Regions from separate parts of the Mus musculus genome. Here all the other regions are linked to region 3. The links are chromatin contacts, called in public Hi-C and HiChIP or PLAC-seq maps. All regions are on one chromosome and are shown on one strand. The core of a region is the stretch at or near the end of the contact, and the rest is flanking DNA. Distances in the headings are between cores, read along the strand shown. Region 1 overlaps Gm36372 (a long non-coding RNA gene). Region 2 has its middle 89 kb from the start of Gm36372. Region 3 holds the start of Trib2 (tribbles pseudokinase 2). Region 4 has its middle 76 kb from the start of Gm36235.

Evidence for each region. Hi-C and Micro-C count contacts between places; a contact is called where the count stands out from the background. HiChIP or PLAC-seq counts read pairs in DNA pulled down with a chosen protein or histone mark.
Region 1: a contact with region 3 is called in a Hi-C map of the N1E-115 cell line, with 6 times the contacts expected there. The contact joins the enhancer-like site here to the promoter of Trib2 in region 3. A contact is called at or near these places in 16 of 39 promoter capture datasets (the 3T3-L1 cell line, 3T3-L1-derived adipocytes, the HPC-7 cell line and 11 more), 3 of 15 datasets of contacts at CTCF or cohesin (the NIH/3T3 cell line and large pre-B cells), 12 of 484 Hi-C or Micro-C datasets (CD4 T cells, the N1E-115 cell line, bone marrow-derived macrophages and 7 more), 25 of 115 datasets of contacts at active chromatin or transcription factors (CD8 T cells, the SCID.adh cell line, Th17 cells and 18 more) and 3 of 9 other capture datasets (adipose tissue, embryonic stem cells and pancreatic islet).
Region 2: an H3K4me3 HiChIP or PLAC-seq map of neural progenitor cells shows a contact between it and region 3, with 34 read pairs. The contact joins the enhancer-like site here to the promoter of Trib2 in region 3. A contact is called at or near these places in 9 of 39 promoter capture datasets (the 3T3-L1 cell line, the C10 cell line, embryonic stem cells and 4 more), 3 of 15 datasets of contacts at CTCF or cohesin (the NIH/3T3 cell line and large pre-B cells), 2 of 484 Hi-C or Micro-C datasets (B cells and cerebral cortex), 22 of 115 datasets of contacts at active chromatin or transcription factors (T-cell acute lymphoblastic leukemia, VIP interneurons, astrocytes and 14 more) and 2 of 9 other capture datasets (embryonic stem cells and liver).
Region 4: a contact with region 3 is called in an H3K4me3 HiChIP or PLAC-seq map of neural progenitor cells, with 20 read pairs. The contact joins the enhancer-like site here to the promoter of Trib2 in region 3. A contact is called at or near these places in 8 of 39 promoter capture datasets (the C10 cell line, the HPC-7 cell line, cranial neural crest and 5 more), 1 of 15 datasets of contacts at CTCF or cohesin (the NIH/3T3 cell line), 4 of 484 Hi-C or Micro-C datasets (LSK cells, the N1E-115 cell line, cardiomyocytes and 1 more), 23 of 115 datasets of contacts at active chromatin or transcription factors (CD8 T cells, the NIH/3T3 cell line, VIP interneurons and 16 more) and 4 of 9 other capture datasets (adipose tissue, embryonic stem cells, liver and 1 more).

Annotation. Positions count from the first base shown.
Region 1 is chr12:16,202,433-16,206,314 of GRCm38.p6, forward strand. It overlaps Gm36372 (a long non-coding RNA gene), which reads right to left. Exons shown (of 4, transcript XR_381302.4): 4 at 2,635-2,924. Among named protein-coding and RNA genes, the nearest start is that of Gm48606, 28 kb to the right of the region's middle. Within about 2 kb of position 2,624, at least 2 of the 459 cell types and tissues checked have an H3K27ac peak or open chromatin away from gene starts, as enhancers often do. A contact at or near this core is called in the N1E-115 cell line, where this site is marked.
Region 2 is chr12:16,319,480-16,323,381 of GRCm38.p6, forward strand. No RefSeq gene overlaps it. Among named protein-coding and RNA genes, the nearest start is that of Gm36372, 89 kb to the left of the region's middle. Within about 2 kb of position 1,427, at least 18 of the 459 cell types and tissues checked have an H3K27ac peak or open chromatin away from gene starts, as enhancers often do. A contact at or near this core is called in VIP interneurons, neural progenitor cells and oligodendrocyte precursor cells, where this site is marked.
Region 3 is chr12:15,814,994-15,819,291 of GRCm38.p6, forward strand. Trib2 (tribbles pseudokinase 2) reads right to left here and starts at 1,792. Exons shown (of 3, transcript NM_144551.5): 1 at 238-1,792. The coding sequence starts at 507. It overlaps Gm5432 (a long non-coding RNA gene), which reads left to right and starts at 1,944. Exons shown (of 3, transcript XR_001780551.2): 1 at 1,944-2,104.
Region 4 is chr12:16,089,640-16,093,393 of GRCm38.p6, forward strand. No RefSeq gene overlaps it. Among named protein-coding and RNA genes, the nearest start is that of Gm36235, 76 kb to the left of the region's middle. Within about 2 kb of position 1,977, at least 32 of the 459 cell types and tissues checked have an H3K27ac peak or open chromatin away from gene starts, as enhancers often do. A contact at or near this core is called in the N1E-115 cell line, VIP interneurons, neural progenitor cells and 1 more, where this site is marked.

The sequences.
Region 1 (3,882 bases), core at 1,374-3,873, 390 kb after region 3:
CACTAGGAAACTGATAGCTACTGTAGCAAATCCCACATTTCAGCCACCAACCACAATATCCCTTTATTTTTCTTCCAAATTACAATTCAAAGTGCTAGGGATTTAGCTTAGTGGGAGAGTGCTTAGCTAGAATGTTCTAGGCTCTGGCTCAGTTTTCAATATTGGAAAGAGGGTGTGGGGTGAGTATGAATGAGAATTAGTAAAATCATAACTCAAAACTTGAGGCCAGAGAAAGATGGCTGTGTGATAAAGAGCATCTGCGGTTATTCAAAGAACCTGTGTTTGTATCTAGGACCAGATCCTGCCCCCAACTCACACCCCTGCAGGTCTCACATGCTGGGGTGGGGGTGGGGGCACCCAATCCATGGGATGTAAAGAATGAAACTTGAGACAGTACATCTTTACAAGCCCTGGGTGATAAAGTTCCACAGACTGGCCTCCTGGCTTACTTTTCTTACACATTTCAACATGGTAGAACTTGTGACCTCTGACCTTTGCAATAAGAATGAATTCTATTGGCTGATAAACAGAGCTCAGGGCTAAGGCCATGTGTACTTTGTGGTTTCTATCCTTACACTTAGCATAGAACCTTCTCTAGGCCTGTCCCACTATCAAGGACAGTCACAGGAGTGTTGGGGATTAGAGGGCTTTCCTTACTTTCCTTGAATATTAATATCCAAGAGTTGTCTTATAATATTAAATGGACTTTTTTCCTACTTCTTAAATATCTATGGGGTGATTGTTTCTTTGACAATATAATTTCCCCTAAAAGTTCTCTTTATGGATTGAATTCTGCCACTCAAAATTAATATATTGACATCCTATCTACCAGAACATGACCTTATTTGGAGACAAGATCTTTATAAAGTTAAAATAGAGGTTATTAGGTAAGTTCTATCACAGTGTGGTTAGGTGTCCTTATAAAAAGGAAGAATTTGAAGACAAACCTATATAAGGGGAGCTGCCACTGGGCATCTAGCTTGATGAAGATCTCCTAGCTAAGAGGGAAGACTGGAAACAAATCTTGTTGCACTCAGCAGGAGTCAAGCCTGCCACCCCCTTGATGCTATCCTGGCAGCCTTCAGCAGTGTGAGAAGACTCCTGTCGATTGCTTTGTTATGAAAGCCCAAGAAGATGCAGAGGACTCCTTCAAAGTTTCTCATCAGGCTCTACTGGCCAGTGTGATATGCTGGCCTTAAAGTTCTTTCCCTGACAATCTGATCACTTGTTCTCCTTCCCTGATTCCTAAGCCCCACTTCCCCTAACCCTAGTAGCTGATATCAGGGAGATGTATGAAGCAGCAGGCCCAATAGAAGGTTTGCCTTTACTCTCGTATCAGCCTACGGTTGATTGGCTTCAGCCTTTCTTTACGTGTTATAATAGAGTAGAAGGTAAGTGGTTATCTTCATGTATAGAAAACATAAGGTGCCCTGGGGTTTGTGTGCTTTGTTTTGATTTGTTTTATGTGGTAATGCAAAGGTCAGGACCTCTTCTATGCTCAGGCCCCCACAAGTCTGAGACCTCGTGGCTCTTAGCAGCCAGCTGGCCTAAAGAAATATCCATTCCTCTGTTGAGGGGCATCTGGGTTCTTTCCAGCTTCTGGCTATTATAAATAAGGCTGCTATGAACATAGTGGAGCATGTGTCCTTCTTACCAGTTGGGGCATCTTCTGGATATATGCCCAGGAGAGGTATTGCTGGATCCTCCGGTAGTACTATGTCCAATTTTCTGAGGAACCGCCAGACTGATTTCCAGAGTGGTTGTACAAGCTTGCAATCCCACCAACAATGGAGGTATCCATCCACCCCATAATCAGCATCCAAACGCTGACACCATTGCATACACTAGCAAGATTTTATCGAAAGGACCCAGATGTAGCTGTCTCTTGTGAGACTATGCCGGGGCCTAGCAAACACAGAAGTGGATGATCACAGTCAGCTATTGGATGGATCACACGGCCCCCAATGGAGGAGCTAGAGAAAGTAGCCAAGGAGCTAAAGGGATCTGCAACCCTATAGGTGGAACAACATTATGAACTAACCAGTAACCCAGAGCTCTTGACTCTAGCTGCATATGTATCAAAAGATGGCCTAGTCGGCCATCACTGCAAAGAGAGGCCCATTGGACACGCAAACTTTATATGCCCCAGTACAGGGGAACGCCAGGGCCAAAAAGGGGGAGTGGGTGGGTAGGGGAGTGGGGGTGAGTGGCTATGGGGGACTTTTGGTATAGCATTGGAAATGTAAATGAGCTAAATACCTAATAAAAAATGGAAAAGAAAAAAAAAGAAATAGATGTGAAAAATACAGCATTGCCTCCTTAGGATTTTTATGCAGATGCCACTGTGGTGGTTTACATGTGAATGCCACCCATAGACTCAGGCACTTGAACACTTGCTCACCAGTTTGTTGTGCTCTTTGGAGAGGTGATACAGACTTCGGGAAGGAAGTGTGCCAGTGGGATTGGGCTTTGAGAGTACATAGTTTCACTCTCCTTCTAGCTCACTCTCTCTGCTTGTGTTCACAATTGAAGAGATGGATGCTCAGATTTCCACTGGAGCAAATGCCTACTGTCTGCTGTCATGTCTCCCCACCATAGTGTACTCGTATCCCTCTAGAAGCATGACTCACAATACATTCTTTCTTTCCCAAGCTGCTTTTGGTAATGGTGCTTTATCACAGCAGCAGACAAATAATGAATTCAGCCACATGTCACTTCTCATCACATTTATTCTCTGATAGTGAGCCCTATGGCCAGTGCTAGTCACCAGAAACGCCAAGGGTCGGAGCCAAGCTATGGGCTAAGCAGGGAGGATGCAGGCACTGTGGTGAACAGACGTTGTCTTGAGGTATTTTGTTTGTTTGATGATGAGAAAGCAGACACTGGGAGATGACATGCTTCATTCAAGACCAGGTAATTTATAGCTGATAAAGAAAAAAAATCTTTTTAACACATGTCCATCTGTCTCAAATGAAAAGGATAAATAAAGAGGCCAGCTGGATGGTTAATGTTCTAGAGACTACTAATATGCCAAGTTCAGCAAATAATATAATCATTCATTTCTATTTGAACTTCAGGGGAGTAACATTGAAGAGAAAAAAGCAGACATATGACCAGCGAAGCTTGGAAATCTTGCCACGGTGGATTGTTTTAAGGTTTAAAAGTAGTTAACCACACAATGAGGCCATGAAGATAGATGTTCAAACCCCGTTACAGTATGTTCCATGGAAGACTTGGGAAACTGCAGTGCCTGAAGACGGCAAGCATGCTGCCATTGGCTCAAGTCAATACAATAAGAGGACACCAGAGATTTAACCCAGAACTGCAAATCAGGCTCCTGGCCATTGCAAATGCAAGGACAATATTGTCTGCAGAGCTAGCAAGGGCATCTCATGCTCCTGAGGGATTTGTCTACAGAACGACCTGTGTATGTAGACATTCTGAGATATTTTGAGCATCGGAGATGGCATTGATGAAATGCAAGCAACTATTTCAAGATATGTTTAAATGAATGAGAAGTCACCCGTGGTAGTTGTACTATAAATAGAAGATTTGTATCCTCTGAAATATGAGTTTATCACAAAAGAAGCAAGTAAACTTCATGGGAATTCATCTTGCAGTCTGTTCTTCCTAGATACCCCAAACTGCCTTGGTCTGTGCCAGCTGAGAGGATGAACTCCCTCTGGCTGTGCAATGTATCGATTACAGTTCTAGACCAAGGCATTGCAAAGTCTAAGGTCCTTTGTCAGTAGGTTTGGTGTCTGGAAAGGACTTTCTTATTAGTCAGGGTAGCACAACCAAAGGAATTTCATAAAGCATTCCAACAAAGGCACTAACCCAGTCAGAGAACCCTGTCTCATGTTTTTATCTCTCGATCCTATT
Region 2 (3,902 bases), core at 177-2,676, 500 kb after region 3:
TCTCTCTCTCTCTCTCTCTCTCTCTCTCTCTCTCTCTCTCTCTCTCTCTCTCTCTCTCTCTCTCCCTCTCTCTCCTCCCCATCCCTTTACCCCTCTCCTCTCTCCTTCCTCCTCCCTCTTATTTTTATTTATTTATTTATTACATGTATATGTATGTGTTCATGTATACAGACAAGTGAATAGGTGTTCATATGTGTGCATCTGCATATGGAGACCATAGATCAATCACTTTCCACTTTTGTTTTGAAACAGCTTCTCTCACTAAACCTAGGGCTCCCCAATTCAGCTATCTGATGGCTATTCTGGCTATCACTGAGCTCCAAGGATCTTCACATCCACAACACCAGTCTTACACAATGGACCTGGCTCTTTGACATTAGATCTTAGGATTGTAGTTGGGTCCTTAAGTTTGTGTGGCAAACACTTTAACAACTGAACCATTTCTCATGCCCCAATCTAGTAGCTCTTCTTCTCTTCCATTTTACTGTTTGTGAAAACCATCTATAATGATTTCTACACATAACAGAAATAAAATGGTAGGCATATTTTCCACATTATGCTTCTTAGCTTTGCTTTGCCTTTTTATCTTATTATGACTCTAACACCTATGAAGATTGTTGCCCTGGGTTCTCATATGGAAAACAATATCTAAGATCTAGTCCAGGTCTGGTCATGTATATTGCCCCCTATTCTAAGTCTGGCCTAGAGACTTTAAGAGCCCTGCCATGGCTCCCACGGTTGTAAGTGCCATTCTCTGGGCAGCAATCCGAATTCTGAATTACTGTATTCAGATTTTTCATTGTTTTTCACTCCATACCTCTGATGCAGGAAGTAAGGACACAGCCATTGTGTGGCAGTGTCTCACAGGAATAATGAGGCTCCTTACAGACCCATATGTGGTGCTTTGAATCATTATAGGTCCTGGGTCAGGCATCCCCTGCCCAAACTCAGAGCCACAGGAAGGCATGTGTCCACAGGTAAGTGTTTTCACTAGTAAGAGACCACTGTGATTATAGCTCTTACAGGACTCATATTTCAACCTGAAGAATGAAGGGGCTTTGTCGTTCCTAATGTCCATGCAGAGAAAAGGATATTTAAGGACTCTGAAATAACATGGCAGGAAATTGAGGTTCAACGTACTGCATATAAAGTGATGGAAAAAAATGCTCTCTTTCACTATCTCTTTTTCCCCTGGGTCTGTGGTTCACAAACTGCAGAGCATAAATCATGGAGCAAACCATACTGGAATATCAATAAACCTACATCGACCCGAGACAGGAATTCAGCTTGCAGCATGGGGACTTTTTTTTTTTTTTTTTTTTTTTTTTAGACCTTGGTTGGCAGCCAGGTGGATGAAAGAAGAAACCAAAGAGCGTAACAGCTTTGCAGCAGCAGAGAAAAGAGTTAGAATTCAGGAAATGTTACTCGGGTGCCTCTCTGTAAATTCATGAGGAATGGAGTCTCCTGGAGGCTGAACAGCAGGGTTAATAAGGAAAACACAGGCACCACACCAGAGGCTATGAGCCCTAGGTCTGTGATCGACCTGAGTGGTGGAGATTTAACTGTGGGTTCCCTTAAAATCCACTGATGTCCTGAGGTCCAGTGCCTCAGAATGTGACCTTCTTAGGAAGCAGGGTCTTTACAGAGGAAATGCTGGTAAATGAGGTTATCAGAGTGGGTCCTAGCCCAGTGTGCCTGATAGCCTTATACAAAAAGGAAATCTGGACTCAGACCTGCATTGAGAAAAGGCAGAGTATTCATGAGCCTGGACTGGTGTAGGAATGGCTCTGGGGGAGGGGGGCGGGGCCACAATGGTAGACCACAAGCTTTTAAGTCAATGGAAAGACACTCCTGGTGTTGATAGAAGTGTGACATGAGGCTGTACCTCACATTGTAGGGATTTTATAGGCAGAAATATCGGCCTACTTGGGAGACTAAGCATGTAGCTCAGTTGGTAGAATGCTTGCCTTGCATGCATGAGGTCCTGGGTTCTAGCCCCAGCATTGAATAAAAATGTGTATGACCTAAGCCTATGAACCCAGAACTTGTTCAAACTCACAACACAATCAGGGGGTGGGGGGGGGTGGGAAGGGGGAGGAGAACTTAGCTGGTAGCAAGTAGTAGAAATAGGACTTAGGCCTCCTCTCAGCTCAAGAAACACAGTAAGGCATGTCACACATTACCTAAGACACGACACATGTTAAATCATTCCATCTTTGTAAGTGCCCACCAGAAGAGGTGTCAGGAGCAGTGACATTAGTAATCACATGTTGGTGACCAGACTGAGGGCTGAGGAGTTCAGCCATTGCTCAGTCATACTGTAGGTCAGCAAGCCACTATCAGCTCTCAGCTGTCATCTCTCTTCTTTTTCTGCTGTCTTCCCTGTCACGAATATTTGAAAAGCAGAGTTCTGCTTATCAAACATGTGTGGACATATGGAGCATGCAGGGCAGAGTGGGGGAGGATTGCTGAAGATAGAAATACCATTACACCTTCCTAGTTCTTGGTATGGCAAGACTTTGTACTAACCTCAGAGATCCATAGCATTTGTCTTCAACAGGTGCAGCAGCATAAATCCAGGCTTTCTCTGGCTTTGGTGTCTCCAGCTACACAGGTGTAGTATCTGAAGGAGCATTTGGGTCAGATACAAAGAATGCACTGGAGAACATCTCTGAGTACTTTAGGAAAATCTGTTGTGAGAATAAATTCAAATAGACCCCCTTAAAGAAGCTAGTAGAGGGCTAGAGAGAGGGATCCATGGTTGAGAGCACCTGCAGCTCTTGTAGCAGTCCCTGTACCTCCATGAAGCTAATAACCACCTTTAACTCCAGTCCCAGGGATCCAATACCCTCTCCGGTTTTCCTCAGGCATTACATTTGTATGTTCTAGGCTCATTACATGCATAAATATATACATAATACATTAAAACATACATAAATATGAAATGTGAATTTGTGACCTGAGAAAAGTAAGACCTGCCTGAAATCCCCTCCTAAACTCCTAAGACTTAGTGATCAGAGAAGTTACAACTGGACAGGAGAGTTCCTCCTCTATGTAATCACCAGCTTTTATTCTGAGGTTCTATACAATAATCTGGTGAAGTTTGTGAAAATACTAGGCTAAAGTGATGACTTCTAAAACAGAAATACATGATAGAGTCCATGTAAGGCCATGCATCACCGTTATCAACTATGCAGGGTAAGGAATGGGCTCCATATTTGGTGTTGTTAGGCTGAGAGAAGGCAGGATGCTGTGCCACTTACTCAAGCTAAATTGAGAAAAGGAAAAACCAGGATGACGGACAAGAAGCACCTTCAGCAGAAGACAGGCAGAGGCAAGAACAGTGAAAACAAAGGCAGTAACCGCAAGTCTAGGGAGTTCAGAGTGCAAATGATTGAGACAAGAGATTGTTCTGGAAGGCTGACCTGGCAGTGTTGTTGCAAGTTCCTGAGCTTGGAGCTAGGAAGACTAGAGGCTGTGGAGGTTACCACTGAATACAAGAACAGAGCACCTAAAGCTAGGTTGGGTTAACAGCCTAGCTACAACTGCCCCTGGGTGGAGAGCTAGAGACTGGCTGTGGCATATTTTGCTAGGTAGAAAAGGTGGGGGATGGACATTCCAACGAACAAGATAAACATCAGAATCGATTTTCCAGGCCATGAAGAAAAATGCTTCTTTTGTGAATGTTTTTATTTTACCTGGGCTGTCAGAGAAACATAAGGCAAGACTTGCACAAGGGAGATGGGATCTGAAACTCCATCCTCACTCCTGAAATCCAGGAGACACACATTTGCATTTTATTATTCCCTGTTGGCAGTCTTTCTTCTTACTTTCCATCACACACCCTGACTCCACTCAACATGCTCTGATGAAGCATTCTGCTCACAATGAGAAAGGAGGGG
Region 3 (4,298 bases), core at 542-3,041:
GAAAACTTCGCAACTAGTCGAACGTGGACAGACACACAAATAAACCCTCTTAACGAGGCCACGCATAATGATCCCGGGAGTCTTTCGCCCCTGGACTTGAGAGCTTTCCGACCTCCCGCACCGTCCCCGGCCCCTGGCAAAAGACCCAGGATGATTTTTTTTTAATTTTTTAAAAAAAAAATTTTAATTTTTTTTAAGCAAAAAAACAAAACGCAAAAGCAAAGCTGGGCTGGTTACCTTGCAAACCAGCTCCTCTCCGCTGTGCAGATGCACAGCGCGGAAAACGTGGTCTCCCTCCAGAGGCTCCAACAGTAAGTATTTCCCGATGCAAGAAACGCAATGCGACAAGTTCGGAGTCTCGGGCGGGCTCGGAGAGCCAAGGTTCGGGCTGAAACTCTGGCTGGGCTCAGCGGACCTTATAGACGACAGCTCTTCGAAATCCTGGGTTTTGTTCCGCGATCTCCCATATCTCGCTATTGTGATAGGGGTAGACCTGTGTATGTTCATGAGTGTGAGGATCGCACACGACAAAACAAACAAACAAACCAAAAAACCCCTCTGGAGAGATGGATGAGCCGCGCCGGTGCAGGCGCCTCGGTGCTACCGACTTAAAAGGATCAAGAAGGGAGGGGACCCGTCTGGGGCTCCGTGGAGGAAGAGTTAAGAACTAGCCCCCAGATGGGCGCTGCAGGGCTGGTCCCCGGCTGCGAGCCCCGCTCCCGGGGGTGCTCGCTCTGCGGACAACTCGGGTCCTTTTGTTACCCAGAAGCTGCCAGCGCGGTGCAGAACCGCACGCTGGACTCAGTGGGTCTCTGTTCGCAGCGTGGATCTGGACGAGTGAGCGTGCCTCTGGGGTGAGGAGCTGCAGCGCCGGGCTTCTGAGCGATCCCCAGCTGAGGATCCGCAGACCGGGCGGAGAAGCCCTGCGTGGAGTTTGTGCAGTCTTCAGGGAGCGCGCGGCGCCGGCTCGCCCTCCACGCGTTAGAAACCAAACAAAAAGAAAAAGGAAATAAGCTCGGGTCTACCGGCTCACGCCGCGCGGCAGCCAGAATCCGCGCTGCACCCCCCTCTTTTTGGTGGAAAGGGTGGGGGGCGTGTAAGGGGGGTGCTAGAGAGGGCAGTTACCTAAGTCTTAACTGTAGATGGCGTCTGAGGCTTTTCCAAAAAATCGCAGAGCTGTCTCTCTCAAGAAAAAAAAAAAAAGACAGAAAAAAAAAATTGCAAAGGCGCTTTTAACTTGGGGCGGTCAGCAGTGGCAACAAAAGATTGCAAAAGCTGAGTAGGGAGTGCGCGGAGTAGGGCAGGCACAGGTACCGCGACAAAGCCCAAGGCAGAGCCCGCGCGGTCAGCACTAGCTCTTGCTGTCGCTGCTCACGTCCCAGATCCTCCTCCGATGAAGCAAGAAGTGCGGGCGGTGACCTGGGGGGTACCAGCAGCAGGAGCTTTCCGGGGGTCCTGCAGGAGCTGCCAGCAGATGCTCCCCGGACTCCGTCAACCCGCGGCGTTCCTTTTCCGCTGCACAACTGGGTCTTGAGCCTTGAAACAATTTGCAAACCACTCTTGTCTCCCGATGCCTTGCGACCAAATTGCACGGCGGGGTTTGCTCTGCAGGAAAAATAAAAATCGACGGCTTGTCTTCTTTTCTTATTATTTTTTTTTTCTTGCCACCCAGAAGTAGGAGAGGACCGTGTATTTAAAAATTAAAGGGGATGGCCACGGCGCCCTAGGCCAATCCCGGCGCTCAAGCACGCCCGCATCCCCGGGCGAGGCGGTATTAATAGTTACTTACGTGGCCGGGGATCTCGGAGCGAGCCCGGCTGTGTGTGCGCGTATGTGTGCGCGCGCGCCTCGCTTGCTCGCGCTCGGTCTCCCCATTCAATGTCACCGACACATTTCCACAGAGCCCCCGCCCTCTTCGCCGGCCCCGCCCTACCCACGCCCCGGCCCCTGTCATTGAGCCCGGAGCCCATCAATCAGCGGCGCCGCTGCCAGTGCGCGCGCGGCTCCCCTGCGCCCGCCGGCGGCCAGGGCTGCTGCCGCCACTCCTGCAGTGCCCCCACTGGGGGCGCCAGCCTCGCCCCCGGATGGCTCGGCCAGGCGCGAGGTAAACAGTGCTTTATATCCTTCCGCAGTCCAAGGGCTCTGGGCTCCCCTGGCCTGCTGTTCGCGCTGCAGCGACAGGGATGCTGGACTGTGTATCTGCCACCGTCGCCACGCAACACCGGCAGGCTCAGGTCAACTTTGAGACTTAGATCCTCTTCCCCGGGATTTTCCGCAGAAAGCCTCGCATCTTCTGGGTACCGGGCACCCCTCTGCTGCTATGTTAACCTGAACAAGCAGTTCCCCGCGGGTTTTAAAAAAAATGAAGGATTCTTGCAGCCCACAGTCTCTAGAATTAGTTTTATTCTTTCTCTCCGGTTGCTTATCATTTCAACAGAAGTCCATTGTGAGCTTGTAGTTAGTGTCACCACCCCTCCCCCACTTACCAGTTATAGGATTGGGGATCCTTTCAGAGTCTTTTGACTTCAGGACAAGGTCTTTGGGGAGAGCTCAGGAACACACACCTTTGCACCCACACTTCCAGCAAAGGATGTTGGCTCCTAGCCAAGGAGTCAGGCTTCTCCAGCCCCGGCATCTCAGTATTTAGGCCAAGAACACATTCAATACCGGGTTCAACGGAAGGCTGCACTTTGACCCTTGCTTATTCTTAACTTCCTGGGAAGGTTCTGGACCATTGGCTTGAACAGACCTGGGGAAAGTTCAGACCACAGCTTAAGCCTCTTGACTTTACCTAATGCATCCTGGTAAGAGTAGCAATGTAGCAGGGGAAAACAGAAAGAGAAAGAAGCAACCAAGGTCTGGGGCAAGACTGCTGGGCTTACTCTTGAGTTTTTACCCGCATAAGGCACCTCTTTCTATGAGGGAGGTCACTCTGTAACAATATTCTGCACTACCACTTTTGAACAGAAATAGAGAACTAGTTATAATTATACTTAACCGGGACAATAGTGGCTCTAATGATCAGGAGTTCCCTGAGGGTTGTTTCAGAGTAGTGAATGGACCTTGCTTGTTCAGCTAGCCACCCTAGAGGACAGATCTTGAGAAGAAACTAAAATGCCCCATGTCTTCTCATAGATCTCCCATCCTTCTCCCCACTCATCTGCCTTAAACTCAGACTCTGATCCCTAAACTGTCCCTTAAGGGGACCACAGCTTGAGGAAGTCACCATGACTACAGAGTAGTGTGCCATGCAGTCTCTGCCCAGTTCAAGAACAGGTCCTAGACAAACAATCTCTACAGAGGATCCATTGAGAAAGGTTCCCTGGGGCCTCTGTTGGGTGACTGTCACCAAACTTTCTTGTAGAAGTTTGAGAAACTTGTGTTCAGCATCAGTTTTCAGATTCAGAAGGAAACTGAATTCGCATGGGCTTTTTTGGTTTGGTTTGGTTTTTGTTTTTGCTTCTTTTTCTTCCCAGGATCTCTAGTTTTCGTCTGTTAAATGACAGCCCTGCGTACCTCATGTGACCCCTAGAACTGCAGTTGCAGTTCTAGGAAATATATGAAGAATTATGATAGTGTTTCTCAGCCTGTGAGTTGTGACCCCTTTGCGGTGAACAACCTTTTCACAGGGGTCACATATCAGATATTTACATTCTATGCATAACAAAAGCAAAATTACTGTCATGAAGTAGCAGCAAAATAATTTGATGTTTGGGGGTCGCCACAAGAGAAAGTGTATCGAAGGACAGTAACTTCCTGGAGTCCTGGAAAAATACGTGTTTCCTTGGGCTGTCATATTGCAATGACTACATTGCTCCTCTCTCTCTCTCTCTCTCTCTCTCTCTCTCTCTCTCTGTGTGTGTGTGTGTGTGTGTGTGTGTGTGTGTGTTTCTTAGTCCTTCTCTGGGGCTAGATTGAGCTTTAGGTTAGAGGAGACCAAATCTTCCTGATACTTGGATGTCATCACAGGGGTAAGCCTGCCTGTCATAAGCCAGTGGTTCTTTGTGGACATTGAGACAGTCTGGTGAGTCATAAAATAATACACATAAGAGCTCATTGTTGGCCATTTAGGCAGAGAAAAGAGAAAGTATGAGAGAAAAGGAGTAGGAAGACCTAGCTTTCTCCTAACTTGAATGCTCAGTGCCATCAACTGGGCTGCCCAGCCAGGTAAGTGGTGAAGCAGGTTATAATTACACTGGGAATGCCTGGTCATGTTGCAGCTGAAGACCACTGTATTCTTGTAGAGAAATAGACTCGACTCCAAGTTGACTTTCAATCAGGAAGTGTATTGAGGTATC
Region 4 (3,754 bases), core at 727-3,226, 270 kb after region 3:
ACAGTTTTGACTGTGGAGTGGCAACCCATTTCTCACTTGATGTCCTGACTTTCTGCTGGAGGTGGGCTCTACAAGTTCCCTCTCCCCAATGTAGGGTATTTCATCTAAGGTCCCTCCTTTTGATTCCTGAGTGGCTCTCGCCTCCCAGGTCTCTGGTACATTCTGGAGCCCCCCCCCCCCAACCTCCTACCTCCTGATGTTGCCTGATTCCATTCTTTCTGCTAGTGCTCAGGTTCTTCAGTCCTTTTCTCCCCTGCCCAGCACCACATCATGTTCCCCTCTCCCTGTCCCACCCCTTGTTCTCTTTCTTTCCCAGACCCCTCCCTCTCCACTTCTGCTTGCTTTCTTCTCCCACCCAAGTGGAACTGAGGACTTGTCACTTGGGCCCTTCAGTTTGTTGAGCTTTTTGAGTTCTGTGGACTGTATCTTGTGTATTATGTACTTTGGCAGGGAGTGGCTAATATCCACTTATTAGTGAGTACATACCATACATGTCCTTTGGGGTCTAAGTTACCTCACTCAGAATGATATTTTCTATTTCTATCCACTTGCCTACAAAACTCAGGATGTTCTCATTCCTAATAGCTGAGTAGTATTCCATTGTGTAAATGAACCACATTTTCTGTATCCATCCTTCTGTCATGGGACATCTTGGTTGTTTCCAGCTTCTGTCTATCAAGGTCACTAAGAACATAGTGGAACACATGCCCCTGTGGCATGGTGGCGCACCTTTTGAGTATATTCCCAAGAGTGCTGTTGCTGGGTCTTCAGGTAGATCTATTTCCAATTTTCTGAGGAACCTCCAGATTGATTTCCAGAGTGGTTGTATCAGTTTGGAATCCCACCAGCAACAGAGGAGTGTTCCTCTTTCTCCATATCCTTGCCAACATGTGCAGTCACTGAGGTTTTGATCTTAACCATTCTGACTGGTGTAAGGTGGAATCTCAGAGTCATTTTGATTTGCATTTCTCTGATCACTAAGGACTTTGAACATTTCTTTAGGTCTTTCTCAGCCATTTGAGATTCCTGTTGTGAATTCTCAGTTTAGTTCTATATCCCTTTTTATTTTTAATTGGGTTGCTTGCTTTTGTGGTGGTTAGCTTCTTGAGTTCTTTATATTTTAGACATTAACGCTCTATGGGATGTGGTTAGTGAAGATTTTTTTCCCAATTTGTGGTTGCTTCCCCAGAAAAGGTGAGCTTCAGGATCACCCAGTGACTTGTCCATGGCCAAGAATTCAGTGATCGTGAGTATTTAAAGTGAAAAAAAGGATTCAGTAATGGAGTAGACATATTAACATAGAAGTGGGAGTCATTCATGGAACCTCTTCCCATAGACAAAGAACTACAGGCTGCCAAGGTAAGCTGAGGACATGAGAAATAGTCCTCCCCAGGGAAAAGCATACCAGTTGTTTAGCCATTATCAAAGGGTCAGCCCTGAAACATATACATACAAATAACACTAAATGGGCTGAGCAGTTTGTATTTATATATTTAGGAGCACAGATATGGAACAGTAACAACTACAGAAAAACAGGCCATAATTTCAAGAGGGAGCAGGGGAACTGTACATGGGGGAAGTCAGAGGAACAAATGGGAGGGGGTAGGGAGTTTTAGATATAGAACTGGACCCAGAATATGGAAACCTGTAAGCCTGTAGCCAAAAGCTTTTCCATACTTGACTTTCCCTAACAACAGCTCTGGCTGCTGAAGTCTCAGGGAGCACTGATCCCAGCAGGCAAAGAAAAATACCAAATTGTCTTTCTAACAATAGGTGTGGGCTGAAGGCTGGTTAAATCCATTCCCTTTGATGCCTTGGTAATGGGCTCTGGTTCAATTTCTCTGATAGGACAAAAGTCTTTGAAGCTGCTTTGTGCTGAATTTAATGAGCCTGATTGTCATCTTCCAGAAGAGAGCGCGGAGGGTCTGTGCACTCGCTGGATGGAATCACTCATCGATCTTGGTGTCGCACCAGGCAAGCAGTCGGAGAACCAGAGCAGGATGTGAAATCAATCTAACTATCTATTTATAGAGCAGGCAGTGCCTTTGTCATGGTGATCTGACCAGAGGAGGGATGGCAACATCTGCAGCATATGACTCCCACAAATTAAAACCCATGGCCTGGAAGCATGGAAAAGGAAACTCGTTTTTTTTTTTTCCAAAAATACCATATAACTGCAGACTTCCCTTCGCCCTGCTCGTCTCATCTCTATAATCTTCAATGTATTGCTTGCTTCTGTCCCTCCATTGTGCGTGTTCTACCCTCATTCTCCACCATTTTTTATTCACTAAGCATTTATTTGCTCTGTTATGAGTTAGACATTATATAAAATGGCATGAACAATTTAGAGACATTGACATGAGGATTCTATCTTGATCCATTGGATTAATCAGCACAAAACTCAACATTAAAATACTCATTGTCTCACTGTTTCCCGTTTCTTGACTTGTGACTTTGTAGCATTTGCTTGGTTCTAGCCCTAAGCCTCCTTGCCTTGTGGCAAAAGAAACAACAGTATTTTTAGAACATGTTAGGCACAAGCTTAAAAACAGAGAGGAATGCCTAGGTGAATATTGCAAAGCCAGCTTCGCAAGTCTCAAGATTTGTAAAATACTTTGAGTAATATCACTGCACATGTGTTATGGTTTGGTTGGGACAAACTCTCCCCAGAAGGCTCGCGTGGTGTGGAGCTTAGCCCTCAGCGTATGGCACTACATTTAGAGGTTCGAAGGACCTTATGAGATATGACAAGACTGCAGGAAGGATGTCTTGCTCCTGACTGGCCCCTTCCTGCCTTTCTCTACCTTCCCATCTGCCAGAAGAGCAAGTAACTCCTCTGCTAAACACTCACAAATGCTGGGACTATGGGTTCAACCTTCTGAACCTGTGAGACAAATTCTCCCGTCTTTGGGGGTCCAATGGATACTCTAGGCAAATGTACACAAGCAGCATGCCATGAGACTGAGCCAATAGTTAAATGAACATGACTATGCACATTGCTACAGGAAGGACCTAGGGTAATAAAGACCTTCACCTAAGACTTCTATAAAATTTGGCTAGCAATACAACACATGGTCATTCATTCTATATACACAAAGTGCTGTGTGAAGCCAGCCGGCCTCCTTTCTGCCCTCCCCACTTCCTTCATTCTTAACTCATAAATCCTCACATTGTCATCGGGACACGAGATAAATATGAGGAAGTCATTCTGTCAAAATTGTATAATATACAGGAGGAAATGAAACCCACAATAAATTGTGGCAATAAAGCAAACTAAGGAACCATTCTTCCTTAACTTACATTATTGAAAAAAACAACTTCCTGTCTAAAACAGAAATTGCAGTGATATATTATACACAAACAAAGATAGATTTACATAGCAATGCTGCAAAAAATGGGTGTGTGTGAATTAAATACAGTGTAATCATATTCCCATGCCAGGGGCTGGAGAGAGGACCTAGCTGGAAAGAGCATGGTCTGCTGTTGCAGAGGACCAGAGTTTGGTTCTCAGCACCTACATCAGGGGATACACACCTGCCTATAGCTACAATTCCAAAGGGCTCAATGTCAGCCATCCTCTTCTGGACTCCATGTATACACACATGAACCCACCTGTCACTATACAAACATACATGTAATTTAAAATTGACTTAAACTCTTTAAAAATAAAAAGTACTATACCATGTATGGAGTGGTACTATACCATCTAAAATCATATGGTAATAAGTTTAAGAGATATTATACACACATACAC